2 separate regions of the Mus musculus genome follow, and region 2 is linked to region 1. Evidence: chromatin contacts called from public Hi-C data. All regions are on one chromosome and are shown on one strand. The core of a region is the stretch at or near the end of the contact, and the rest is flanking DNA. Distances in the headings are between cores, read along the strand shown.

Evidence for each region. A called contact is a pair of places that touch in the nucleus more often than the background predicts.
Region 2: a Hi-C map of the N1E-115 cell line shows a contact between it and region 1, with 4 times the contacts expected there. The contact joins two enhancer-like sites. A contact is called at or near these places in 2 of 484 Hi-C or Micro-C datasets (the N1E-115 cell line and nephron progenitors).

Annotation. Positions count from the first base shown.
Region 1 is chr8:50,295,340-50,302,867 of GRCm38.p6, forward strand. All of the region lies in intron 5 of 1700019L22Rik (a long non-coding RNA gene), which reads right to left. Among named protein-coding and RNA genes, the nearest start is that of Gm2516, 69 kb to the right of the region's middle. Within about 2 kb of position 5,007, at least 5 of the 459 cell types and tissues checked have an H3K27ac peak or open chromatin away from gene starts, as enhancers often do. A contact at or near this core is called in the N1E-115 cell line, where this site is marked.
Region 2 is chr8:50,687,262-50,694,076 of GRCm38.p6, forward strand. The region is part of intron 3 of 1700019L22Rik (a long non-coding RNA gene); the gene reads right to left. Among named protein-coding and RNA genes, the nearest start is that of Gm23986, 130 kb to the left of the region's middle. Within about 2 kb of position 2,545, at least 1 of the 459 cell types and tissues checked has an H3K27ac peak or open chromatin away from gene starts, as enhancers often do. A contact at or near this core is called in the N1E-115 cell line, where this site is marked.

The DNA of each region.
Region 1 (7,528 bases), core at 3,757-6,256:
TAAATTGAAAGACCAGATTTTTTTTTCTTTTAGTCTGTAATGTTATTAGGTAGATAAATCACTGGGAAGAACAAGCCAGTGGGAAAAATACAGAGCACACGAAGATTAGCCCCCTTTAATTCTTCCTGGAGATTATGCAATCCCCCCACCCCAAGAAATCAATATCAGTTCAATTGAAGATAAATTACAGGAGAAATCAAAAACAGACACTTCCTGAGCAAGCAATAATAGCATGGCTTCCTCCGTTGCGTAGTCCACTCTAATTACAAAGCCGTGGCCGGGATTCAGAGCTGATGTGGAGTTTATGTTTAATCTGCTTTCTCACTAAATGATTCTTCACATCTGGAGAAATGGCCAGATGGCCTACTAGATACAGTGCTGGGTGCTCACCTTTTTTACAGTTCTCACTCCTAACTTTCTTATAGCTAAGAGGAAAATGTTATTTTGATATTTTTTTGTGTTGTATTCCGTCGATAGTTTAGACTTTTCCTGTGATCTCTTATTATATGCAAGATGTGTCTGGGTCTCCATGTGGATATGTAGAAATCCAACTCAGTTATACGGACATTGACAATAAATTATAAAGAGTTTTATCTTAAAAGAATTTTTGGTAGACATATAATTTTGCAATGCATTAAATATGAAGGTAAATTGCAGGTTAATGAGCTGATATGATTGCATATTTTCATATAAATTATTAAACTGTGGCTTGAGACTTGACACAGAAGGAATAGTGTCTTCTCAATACTTTCAGATGTGATAGATATTTGGATTTTATAGCAGTCCATACTAAAAATGCTTACCTCAAAGAAATATGACAAACTATCAGAAGTATGTTTAAGACCATTTCAGAAATGGTTGGAGGTTTTGTGCTAATCCTAAGCCAAAATTCATTTAATAATCCTTTTTTCTTTTTATGTAAAACGTAACTCAAACCTGAGATACAGTCAGTAATTATTAAAATACAAAATTCAAACCCAAGGCAGTAAACAATGAACAAATTGCGATTTCTCCATGTAAACCGTCACATTTTTATAAGTGCAGAAAACTGTGGGTACAGTAGAACCACTGAACTTCAGTGAAAATAATCATATTCAATGTGCTGAGGAACTAACTGTATTCATAGTTCTCTGGTACTGAGGGACTTAAAGCATGTATGCACATTGTGCACTCCAAACACACTGCAGGAAAGCCACACGATCCATCTCCATAAACATTGCCACAAACAGCTCATTTTCACTGTCGGTTTGGTTTTTTAGTTTGTTCACTGAACATTCAGACATCTTTCACTAATGTGTTAATTTTTTCACTAACCTCTAATTCAGTCTTGTGACCCCCACACAAACCAGAGTTCCAGGCACTGGGTTCTAGATCATTCACTGCTCTTATTATTCATAGAACTCATGAAATATCTTAGGAGACATACAAAGGCAGATTAGGAACTTAAAGTCATACACAGCTACTTTGAAGTTAGCCTGAGATGTCTACACACCTACTTCAACCAAAAAAAAAAAAATGCAATATGCTGTATAGTAAATATGAAATATGTCTGAGTTTCTATTTATTCTTCACTGAGCTCATTGAAAGAAAACAAACCATCACAGCATTGTTCTACATATAGCTAACCATCAAGGGATGAAATAACTTGTAAGCCCATGAGTGAATTAAATAACATTTCTATATAATGAACATATTGCTTGTGAGATTGCTTAGTTTGGACATACAATTTCATCTATAATATGCGGTGGTTAGGATATACAAAAGATCAACACATCAGCACATAACAGCTGCATTTACTGATCTGGGGTGGTATTTCTGTCTTTAGACAGCATGTATAATTGCATGTTATTGTATGACAACTTAACTGCAACATCCTGAATTGGTTTTATAAATAAAGTTGTTTAGCTCACTGAAAGGAAATAGCTACCAAGTAAATTTTGACATAACTAGGGAAAGACACTTGCACTATGCTTAGATTTTTAATTATACAGAACAAATCAAAAGGTGTAGATTTTAGAGCTCACAGCAAGGGAATCATGAAGCATCTATTGAGATATCATAATGAATTCACCTAGCTTCTTTTAATATATGTGAATCGTATTAATTCAAACACTAAACAAGTATTATCACAGAGGACTGTAGGAAGTTCTAAAAGCAGCCTTGCAGTTTATCTCATCAGCCTTTGCAAGAAGGAAAATATCAGCTTAGAGACCATTTAGAAGAACATTTCAGCAAGACGTTCAGAGATTTCTAGCTTTTTGTCATTGTCTTAAAATTCTGAGACAAGTGCCTTGTTTTGTTCTGATTTAAAATATGTAAAGGAAGAACCAATATGCAAGACCTCCAAAACAATTTAATCCTCCAGTGTCCGGAGCTTAGTCAGATCAATATTATTAGAAAGTGTTAGATTACATACAGTTATCATATAATCTGCTACATGGTTAAAAATTACAAACTAAACTACAGAGTCCTGGTTGGGTTGGCCAACTCCTCCTTGGGCCGGGACCTGCCTGCTTCGGAGTGTGGTTGATCTACCCCATGACCCAGCATTAGAATGAAATGACTTTTCCCTTTCCTGGCCTGTGCCAACTACAAACAGCTGCTGGACAGTGGATGAGATCCTGTGTCCACTCGTGGTCTCTTCTCAGTGCTGGGATTATGTCTTGTTTGAACTGGCGCTGGGCATAGTCTCTGTGCGCTGTTGGTTTAGTTCAAGACATTTTTAACTTAATAGTTTTTTGAGGGTTTTTTGTTGTTGTTATTGTTGTTGCTATTGTTTTATTTTGATGTGACTCTTTTTTTTTTTTTTTTTCTTTTGGGAAAGTATGGTGGGGAGATAGGTGGGTGGATAAAAAGTAAAAACCAAAACAACAATGACAACAACCCCTTAGTAATTATTAGTCTTTTATATGAGAATGGAACACACAAGTACAGAATTTGAACAACAAAAAAATCAATTATGCAAAAGAAAGTCATTGTGATTTTAGAGTATTACATTCTATAAGTCGTTGCGATTCTCACTGGACACTGTGGCTCAGTCTGTCATGGTTATAGACAGGCAGAATCCTGCAAGTCTGAGGCTAGCCTGAGCTACATATCAAAATTTTAAAGCACAGGCTGTGCCATGGTTGAGATGCTTTCTCAAAAAGAAGAAAAAAAACATTATTTTTTATTCTTTGAAGAGAACAAATAGGTTCATTTTAAAAGTGTGGGACTTTTCTGGGCCTGCCCTTATAAATAGTAAAAGGAGACATTTGTATTAAGGTTCTGGCAATATAATTGGGCAGATATTGAACTGTTCTAACCTAATTATGCTGGCCTGGCCTACTTTCCTGCCTACTTCCCAGCCACGTGGCTGATTACCTACCATCCTGGTCTCACCCGGGTCTCCTTCTTCATCTGTGTCCTCATGGCAGCTCTCCTAGCACACTTGAGACCTTCACTCCCAGCCTGGACATGGAAGTTTTCCGTATTCTCTCATGCCCAGTTCTCGGCTCCTCGGCTGCTTGGCTCACTATTTAACCATTCCGGAGGTGATAGAGAAGGCTGTCTTATAAAATACTCAGTGAGGAAATGCTTCCTAACCATGACAATACCAAAGTGCAATGACACCAGACCTCTGGGTGCAGGATCAGCGTTCAAATACACAGTACCCGAAAGTATCCCCCCGGTAGTGATGAAATGAGAGTGAACTGAAAAGAACAAATTTTCTGGCCATTCCATTCTTTTGAATATGAAGGAAGCTGTATCCTTTTCATCATTTGCTGCTGAGAGTAGACAAGTGCAAATACAGGATTCTAATACTGGTACAGAATTTAAGCAATTGCATGCTAATACTTGTATTTCTAACCTTGTATTTCTAATGTTAGGTAAATTATATATATATATAATATATATATATATGTGTGTGTGTGTATATATGTGTGTGTGTATAATATTTTACATATATTATATATATGTAATATATACGTATCTATATATGTCTCTCTCTCTCTATATATATATATATATATATAACTAGGTAAATATTAGGAGTAAATAACAGGCAATGGTCCTTTGTGAGTTTCCCTATTTTTTAACCTCCACTGTAGAAGAGGGTAAGTATCAACTACCACACAATCTTTGTGCGAGAGAGGTGATAAAATAAGGCCTTTTTTAATAGTAGAAATATGTATAAAATTTAAGTCCCATAGGTCCTACAACTGATACAGAGCCCAAAAGAAGGAGATGTCTTGATTTACAGAAGGCTGCATTTTTCATTTCCACCAGAGTGAGTCACCTTCAGATGGGGCGGGTGTCAAAGACACATAGCAGAATCAGGAGAGAATGGAATGGTACAAGCATCTGGGTCTCAGTCTATGGGAAGTCAGGATGTCTGGAACTAGGCAGCAATTATTCATGTCTTGAACAGATCTCCTGCTCCCTTGCAAACACATCTGCATGCTCTATCAGATCATCCAAGTTCTTCAGTTGATGACTGAAGGTAACCTTCAAAACAATTGTCTCCTATTCCAGGCCAGCACGGGATACATAGCAAGACTTTGTCTCAAGATAGAAATAAAATACAACTAATCGCAAAATCTCCAGTTGATTCGGGAAAGCTTTTCTATGTATTAAATCACTAAAGAACTTATTTTCTGAGAAATCACCAGATAGATCCATTCTGGATGGGATCTCATTAAGTTCTTTCATCTAAAGAGTCCTGAGAAGATCACCATGACAGAAGAATGCTAGATTTGTGTAGAAATATGAACAATTTCCCTAGGGAAGATTTCTTCTCATCTGGACACATCAGAAGCCACAGTCAGGCCTGTGGGTCTGCATTCACTCACACTGGAGTCTGGGCTGTATCTATGTTCTTTCCTGAAACTCATCCAATTAATTTATATATCTTTGTTAATCGTACTAATTTGATATCTCAGGATTCCAGCTATTTAGAGCAATGCCAACTTCCAAAGCCCTTCGGTAATGAGAATCATGCGCAGCAATGGTTTTATTTCGGCATCCTAACCAATTGTCCTGAATTGTCTCTAATCTAATCTTTACAGTCAGAAGGATTTATTTAAAACACAAATCTTCTTAGTCCCTTTTTTACTCCCTGAGATCTCCTCCTTTGTTCCCTTGGGAAAAAAAAATCCAAAGCCTTTATCTGTTCTGTTCGACTTTGTCTGATCTGGCTCGTGCTTATCTGCCTAGCAACGTCTAAGCCAATTTTCTGCCCCTGTTTCAGCATTTCAAGCACATTGGGCTTATTTTTATTTCCTGAAATGTCTCGAACACTTTGCCACCTCACAGTGTTAGCTCTTGCTGCTCCATCTCATTTCCTTTCCTAAAACACTGAGTGCTTTGAAATCACTCTCCTAGGGAACTTAGACATCATTTGCCCTGGAGAAGAGAAATCTTCCTTGATCGTAACTACTGTACCAGTTATTCCAATCATATAGAAAAAAAATCACATTATATATACTTTTTCTCATTGCCTTTAGAATGCTTGGCATTGTTCAAATCCATGTTTTGTCTTTACTTGTAGAGTTCTTTGGAGAAGAGCCCATATCTGTGTTGTTAACTGTGAGCATTTACATTAGCATATTTCCTTGGCCAGAAAAGTTGCTAAGAAATAATTTATACGTGAACAAAAATATATTATTATATTTAGCTACACCATCATGAAAGCAAAGCCCTCTAAAGTCCTATTGGCATTTGTTAACTTCTTTATCAAGGGGAAGAAACCACTAAAACACAAGTAGTGGAGTCTTTTCTACCGAATTTGTGAATTATTTTACATAAATAATTAAGAAATTGGAAATAGCCAGGCGTTGGTTATACATATCCCAGTAATCAGGAGGCAGTGGCCGGGAGACCTCTGAGTTGGATGCTAGCAGAGAAACCCAGTCCGGGACAAAACAAAACACAAAAATAAACAAACATACAAACAAATAAATGAAATATTTGGGAGGATATTGTATTAGAAAACTTGACAGGTGGTCATAAGTAACAGGAAAGACTTGGCGTATCATAGAGTTCATGGTTCTCATGTCATAGCTCTATAGCATGTCTGTCACCTCCACAATGACGGTGCCCCAGCAAAAGCTAATTTCTATTCTTTGTGTGAGAGGTTACATAGAGTCAGGGGAGAATGAAAGAACTATGCTGCCCATTTTACTGACATTGAAGTCTCACTCAGTGGGTGAGCAATGACTTATTTCTTCACTGAACCCTACAGAAGATATATACTTTCTTTTTAAAAAAGGTAAATAGGTTTTTTTCTTCTTCATTAGAGTACCACCATGATAAGATGAGTGCAATACTTGCTTTGGACATAGGAATGGCTCCTTGTATCCTGTATCTCAGATACTTCCCCCCTCTATCCTGTTCCATGATGGCTGAAAGCTTTAAGGATGAGATTACATAGCACAATTTTACTAGAGGAGAATTGCTACCTCCCAAGGAAAAAAATCCAGAATAGGATCCAAAGTGCCGTTCCCAAAAGGAGGTTCACTACTAGGCCCAAGGCAAGATACAATCTGCCTGAAGTACTCAGTACTGAGTTAATAATCTGAGGATACACAGCTGGTGGGAGGCCCCCTTGAAATGTTTAAATGCATTTGAAATTCCATAAACATTTAGTGAAAGATCAAAGCTTGCATACATATCTTCACTTGTAATTGCAAAAAATGTGGACATTTAATACATGTTCTATGACAAATGTTACCAGTGGACCAACAAATTCCCCTTCTATGATCTAACCAATGGACAGAAGCCGCTGACCTCCGTTGTTGAATTAAGGAAGGCTGAAAGCAGCTGAGGAGAAGGGCTACCCTGTAGGAAGGGCCAGCAGTCTTAATTTAACTGGACCCCTGAGACCTCTTAAACACTGGACCACCAAACAGACAGCATACACCAGCTGATATGAGGCCCCCAGCACACATACAGTAGAGGACTTCCAGGTCTGTGTCCATTCAGAGATGATGCACCTAACCCTCAAGAGACTGCAGGCCCCAGGGAGTTTAGAGGTCAGGTGGGGTGGGAGTTGGGGGCATCCATGTGGAGATGGGGTAGGGTGCAGAGGAGGTGTGGGACGTGGAACAGTTGGAGGCTGGATGATGGGGCGGGAATGGAATATGGAGGGTAAAAAATAGAAATAAAAATAAAACAAAATAAAATAAAAGGTCTATATATATCCATATATATATGGCGATTAGATATAGATGTAGATATAGATAGATATATAGATATAGATACAGATGAGATATAGATATAGAGGTAGAGATGAGATAGAGACAGAGACAGAGACAGAGATGAGATAGAGACAGAGACAGAGACAGAGACAGAGACAGAGACAGAGACAGAGACAGAGACAGAGACAGAGATCCTTTCCATGTTTTGTTTTCCTTAAACTGCAGTGTATTCATTTTCAGTCTTATTTAGCTTAGAGGAACTAAATGTACACATTGTGATGCTTTTTCTGAGCCTTTCCTCTCTCAAAAATACATGATTTCATCTTTTTCATCCTTTTTAAAGAAAATAT
Region 2 (6,815 bases), core at 1,295-3,794, 390 kb after region 1:
ATAGCCTAAGACTTTTTAATCAATGTTTAATCAGCCTTTCTGCTCCTTCAGCTAAACAAAGAATTCATTTGTAACATATTATCTTACCTGCTCTCATAACTGAGTCACTAGAACACATCTAATATACCAAGCAAAGAGAATGTCAGTACCTTTGCTCTCAGATCACTATTGTCTCTCTATTAGAGAAGATATGCTTCTAATGCTACCTAGCTCATGACCTTCTTTCCAAAAGTACATATGACAGACTCAAAGAACTTCCCAGATACCAAACAAAAATATTTCATTAGCTTAGTGATTAGAAACTTCATGGTAATGACACCTGGGACTTGCTTTATTTAATGTTTTTCTTCTCTTTTTACCTTAAAAACACATTTCAAGGATACTCAGAAATTATTTTAGCTATAGGTAAAAATGGATATGTGTTTGAAAACCCACATATAGCGATCTGAAACAACTAGGTGTTTTCATTTCAATGATATATGAAGGAGGGTGTTATGGGATAACTCATTATTAGCTAGTATTTATTATAAATTAAATAATTTGTTTTAAAATATAATTCATTTAAAGTTGACATCACCATTTTTATTTTTTATAATGAGCCATCATAATTTTGAAGGAGTCAGGGTATAATAGTCATTTGAACTTGATTAAGTGTTGTACAAATGCATATTCTGGTATTTGTACATGTGTTGTACATATAAATATATTTGTAGGGGGAAGAAAGCCTATAGTCATTAAAATTAGTATATCAATTTTTATGAAAATCTTGCATATTCATGTTCTTATCAAAAGAGATTATTATTTCATGTAATCATTGAATATAAGTATGTTCTATAGATTATATATATATTATATAATATATAATATATATTATATATATTATATAATATATATTATATATTATATATATATATATATGTGTATATATATATTCCTCAATATGATAATATTAAGAGCGGAGTGTGGGTCAGTAGTACTATTCTTCTCTAGTATGTGAAGGGCCTATATTTAGTAATCATAATTACCCTAAAATATTTGGCTTCAATAACTGTTATAAACAAGGACATCAATATATTTCACATAAGAAAAGCATAACTCTCCACTTGGGTGTCTGCATCTTCCTTTCTGCCTCCCTCCATTCATTTCTCCCTTCTTCCTTCCTTTCTTATATTCTTCACTGACCATAGCTCACTGTATAGACATACTCAGTGGCCTTGAAGTAGCAGATATTGACCTACTTGTGCCTTTATATTTTTTCTTAAATCTAATTTTGGCATCAAATACATTAGCAATGTTCTTTGAATTTAGGGGTGTAGAGTTCTAAATTGAGCAATTTGATAATGAAACAATTCACAAACTTACCGCAAGATAATATTTTCAAGGATAAATCATTTCTAAATACTATATGATATCACATTTCCGTGACAATCTTAACTCTAGAGAGTGTACTGAGGGCATTTACTTAAGGCCCAAAGACATAAATAAGTCTGGGATTATTGCAGTCCTTAACCTGGTCCTAAAATACCTAGAACTAGATGCAGAATCTATATACATTTCATTCACTATCAAAGTTCCTCTTTATTTAAAATAGTTTTTCTGAATTCATTTGAAACAGAAAACAAAATATCTTCAGGGTTATTATTTAAGAAAAAGCTTACAATATGTCTAATCTGAAAATATAACAAGCACTTGGTCTATAGTGAATAAAAAGAAAAATGTAAAAAGGAGACAAAATGAAAAAATGAGGTGAAGCCAATATGATTTTCTTTCGCACATTTACACAGTTTCTTGACTTCTATCCTATCTCCTTTGGCTTCATTTCTTAGTCATGTATGCAATACAGAGAGGCATGGCATTCCTGAGGACTTGCAAGACCTATTCTTTAATCTGTAGATAACAGTGGCAAGCACACTTTGAGAATTTTGGTGATAATGGAAACTGACAGACAGTATCAATGGATCTGTTGCATGAATAATGAATTAGGGAGCAACACTCCAATGTTCTGCAATTCCAGCCCTGCACAGCTAAAGGACTAGTGCAACCTAGTCGCCTGTGTCTCATTTAAATACAAGAGTCTGTTTCTATCTTTAATCTTCTAATTTCAGGAAATTAGATGTAAAACTCTCCTCATTCATTATAGGTACAGAATGATCAAAAGAATAGAAATTTTCATCACAAAGCTAATTGCATTGTCAAATGACCTCATACATAATGAATCATTAAAAATGATCTATTCTGTAATAATTGTATGCTGCTAAAGGTTAAAATAGCTTTAACGTGTGGGAAAAATTGTAATTGAAATAAATTCCAGCTTTATAATGCATTTGACAACTCTGAAATTACTGGATAATATTTTAGTTTTGTAAACTTTATCTAATGAGAGTACTGATATTTTGAGTACCAAGAAAGAAAATATCACATTCCATAAACACTCTGAGACTGAAACAAAACAAAGTTCTAGAATACCATCAGCATTGATCTTGGTAATTAGCTCTTCAGCTCACTGATCTCTAATTGAATTTGCCCAGCAAAAGTTATTTCACTCCCAGAGAATCAACTATAAAACACTGAAAATCATGTTATTTCTTTCATGTGTTCAATCCCCTCCAATCAATTTTTAAATGCCCCACCCCAAAAGTGAAAATCAATGTAGCTGCATATCTGTTAATATCCTTAGACAATGATAATGTTCAGCAGGGATACAGCCATACACAACAGAGATAAAAGGGGTTTCTGGAACACAGTTCCTTTAAATATGATTAAGTCCAAACAGACAGAACAAATTCCCATTAATGGATGAGATCATGGTGACCTCGTCTATTGAAATGAAGTTAAACGATGATAGAACTGCAAGATAAAGAAAACATAATGTGTACACTACAATATACCAGATCATGAGGGTGTAAGTATAGGTAGCCCACCAATTTTCAAGAATATAAAGTAGATGAGTGAAGAATTGTCACACACAAATTGTCTAATAATCACATTTTATCCAGACAAAATGGCATGCAGTAATCATGAAGAGTCTGCAATTGTGAGCAGTTATTTTCCTGTTGAAATGATTCCTGATCATCATAAAGCATGATTGCAGTTACTATTTTTTTTTCTGGTTCAGAAACAATGTATTGATTACACTAAATGTGATTTTGAGATTTAAAAGAGATTGCATGTGTTACTTAAAGTATTTCTCTTATGTCAAGGTGATTTGATTATGGATGGCCATGAATAATGACGCAACAAAGGCAGAAGAAAGCTCTTACAATCTTGTTGAGGTTGACCTAGGGAAATATTTAACACAAGCAAATGGCCTGCCATCTGTCCAGCCAGAGAGATATGTAAACCAATCAAGAATATGAACAACACGCAAAGCTTAGAATCCCACACTGAAGTTAAAGATCTTGAGGGAGTTCTAAAAGTACTTTTTAAAAAATAAACATTTGAACTGTAAGTAACCTGACTTTTACATTTTCATTAGTGATTTCTCCCATGTAGCATAACAATTTTGCCACCACAATAATACAAGATCCATAGATAAACCTAAAAATTTATTTGAGCTATAGAGTAGTATGGAAACACATTTTTTAAATTTCAAAATGCCCAATTAAAATATGTATATCCTCACAATGCTTTGAAAAGCCTTTTTTATAAACACCTTACTTACTTAATGGTGGAAGAGTGACCCCAATCTTGTTCTAGTTGTAAATTTTGTGATCTTAAACTTTGCACCAGTCACACCTTGTTACCATATCGTCTTACCTTCACTTTCTCTGCCTTCAGTAGAATTGAATATGTCTGATCATCTATCTGCACAACTATTCTCCATGTTTAAGCTTAATTTTAAATGTCTTACTGGCCCAGATAAACTGGCTGTCTATGAATCTCAGCAAAGTATACTATAATATTCCCTAAGGTTATTAATGTCTTAGTTTGGGGCTTACCAGTTTTTCACAGAACTTTGAGATTTTTATTTTTGAGGAGAGTTACTCTTAATGTTATCCTTATAATATTACTTTTATAGAAATCACAAAATACTTAATATGGGGAGCTTGTAGGAAGAAAACAGCTGTTATTTCAATAAAAGTGTCAAGTAACTGAAAGTTTAAGATTACACAGTTGTATATATTAATACTCTGGTAGGATATTTTTGTCTATATCACATCAAGGAAGACAATATTGCTTAGTACCAGTTTGTAGGAGTAACAGGCAAAGCATGTATGTCACCCTGTTGGCAGGAGAGGAAGCAAAATACAGCATCAGACAAGGGTTCTTAGGAACCAACCATTCATCCCCGAAGCAGCACCTGGTAGGAATAACTTAATCTCTTCTGTACGTGGGATCCACAATATAACAATCTGATATAACAGCCTTTGACCAGGCAGAACTCCCTGGTTACATCCCCACAGACATATTTTGGAAAACATACAGCAGTCATTCCTGATGTCAGCAGCACCAGAAACAAGAATGACATACTCTTCATTTTGTCCTTGTAAGAAACTCAAATAAATAATGTGATCTCCTCATTGTAATAAGGAAATCATGTCTTCATATATCTTGTTAAGTGAGTAAAAATACTAAAATTTATACAATAATTCAAAAATCATGATAAAATATAATCAGTAAGAATTTTGTCATAAATAAATAGATAAATGAATAGATAGATGATAGGTAGGTTGGTAGATATGATAGATAGATAGATAGATAGATAGATAGATAGATAGATAGATAGATAGATAGATAGATAGATAGATGGGTGTTTGGTCGGGCAGGTGGGCCGGCAGGTGGACAGACAGATAGATAGATAAAACTGAGCATGAAGCTGGTGTATGAAGGTAAGGAATTATCCAGAAGAGTTGTATAAAGAACTAGGAAGTTATTTTTTCTCAATAAGAGTTAAGCTCTATTTTAAGTCAGAAATAAATCATTCATCTTGATGGTCGATATACAAGAAGTCTTCTAGACAAAGGTTAAAATAGCAATAGGCTGTACAAAAGTGAAGTTAGGATCCTGGGTTCCTGGGGTAACATAGTCAAAGCTTATAATTGTTACTCATACTGTAAAATTAAAGGGGAATGGGTGTATTTATTTATTAAAAGCAAGTATTAGCACGTAGTAATATTATATTCAATGTGGCAGGATGAAATGTACATTTTGAAGATGCATACATGGTAGAAGAATCCGTAAGTTTCAATGATGCATCGCTTGTTGATATGGTGTGAAGACGAAATGGACAGCAGAGTCAATTCCTATGGGCCCGAGAGTATCCAGAAGCTCAGCCGTTTTTTATTTTTTGACATTAAGATTAATTTTGTTTGAAATTCATTAGCAACAGAAAATAGTTATTTAGTAATTAATGTGTACCTAGAATAAAGCTAGTAACATTATTTTAAAACAATAAAAATAATTCAGACCTTGTGGTGATGTAAATATTAAATGTACCCCAAATTCCCAAGCATTTCCCAGATGGGTGCTACACATGAAGGGAGGAGGAAGTGTTTGTGAGGTTTTTGAGATAAGGGCTTGTTGGCAGAAATATGTCCCTGGAGGAAGGCTTTGAAGTGTAAGACATGTTCCTTTTACATATCGCATGATGATGTTGAATTTTTATTTTTCTAGAATTTAGCCAAATAAATCCTTCCTTTAATAAATTTTCTTGGTCATGGTATCAACACAGCAATAGAGATGGAAATAGCATAAACTCCTTACACATTTCATTTCTCATGTGCCAATGTCACATAATGAAATGGGGCCATTAAATTCATTGGGACATTAGCAGTGACATGTGTAAAGGAGGCGTGGCACAGAGCTATGAAAGTGACTGCTGGTACTGAGAAGAGAACAACTGTCATCACCAAGTCCGCCAGGTTCTGCCAAGGCACCTGGTGCAAGATTTAAAAACTCTTCATATTTCCATGATTTAGTATATAAAATGAGCATTCCAATACATGTTTCATTGCTGTTTTAAAGACTACATATATAAACACATTCGAACGTGTAATACTGTACTTCAGTGTAATTATTTCTAATAAACTGTTCTAAAATGACAATGAAGATTTCATTTATTGAAGAGTATTCTACTAAATTTAATATATATTCATAATTTCAGGAGCTATTTCCCAAAACATGTTAATATTAAATATAAGACTTTTAGCAGAATATATGTGTATATATATATACAATAATATATTGTATATATACAATAATAAAAACAACATGGGAAAGATATCAAATGTGAGTTCTTTTCTAGATTATCTAAGGTTTGGTTAATAAAATTTTGGGGGAAAGTATTTAAGATACTTGCTATTAGCTGGAAGTTAATTGGAAAATGAACCAAATCAAAAAGTCAGAAAATAAGCCGGGCGTGGTGGCACACACTTTTAATCCCAGCACTTGGGAGGCAGGGGCAGGTGGATTTCTGAGTTCAAGGCCAGTCTGGTCTACAAAGTGAGTTCCAGGACAGTCAGGGCTGCACAGAGAAACCTTGTCTCGAAAAAAAACAAACCAAACCAAACCAAAACAACAACAACAACAAAAAGAAAAACCCCAAAACAACAACAACAACATCAACAAAGTCAGAAAATAATCACAGTACGGATAGATATGTTATATGGCAGCACATAAGATTAAACATCAATTATGTGGAAAGTATTAATAAATAAACCGGAGCACTACAAATATAATCAATTATGACTATTGACCTTAACAAAAGAAGTAAAATCACAGGGAACTATCAAAAAACAAACAAAACCCCTCTTTTGTCTTAAAACAAAATACAAGACATCTACCAAAACAAGGTGGTATCACATCTATAAAAATTA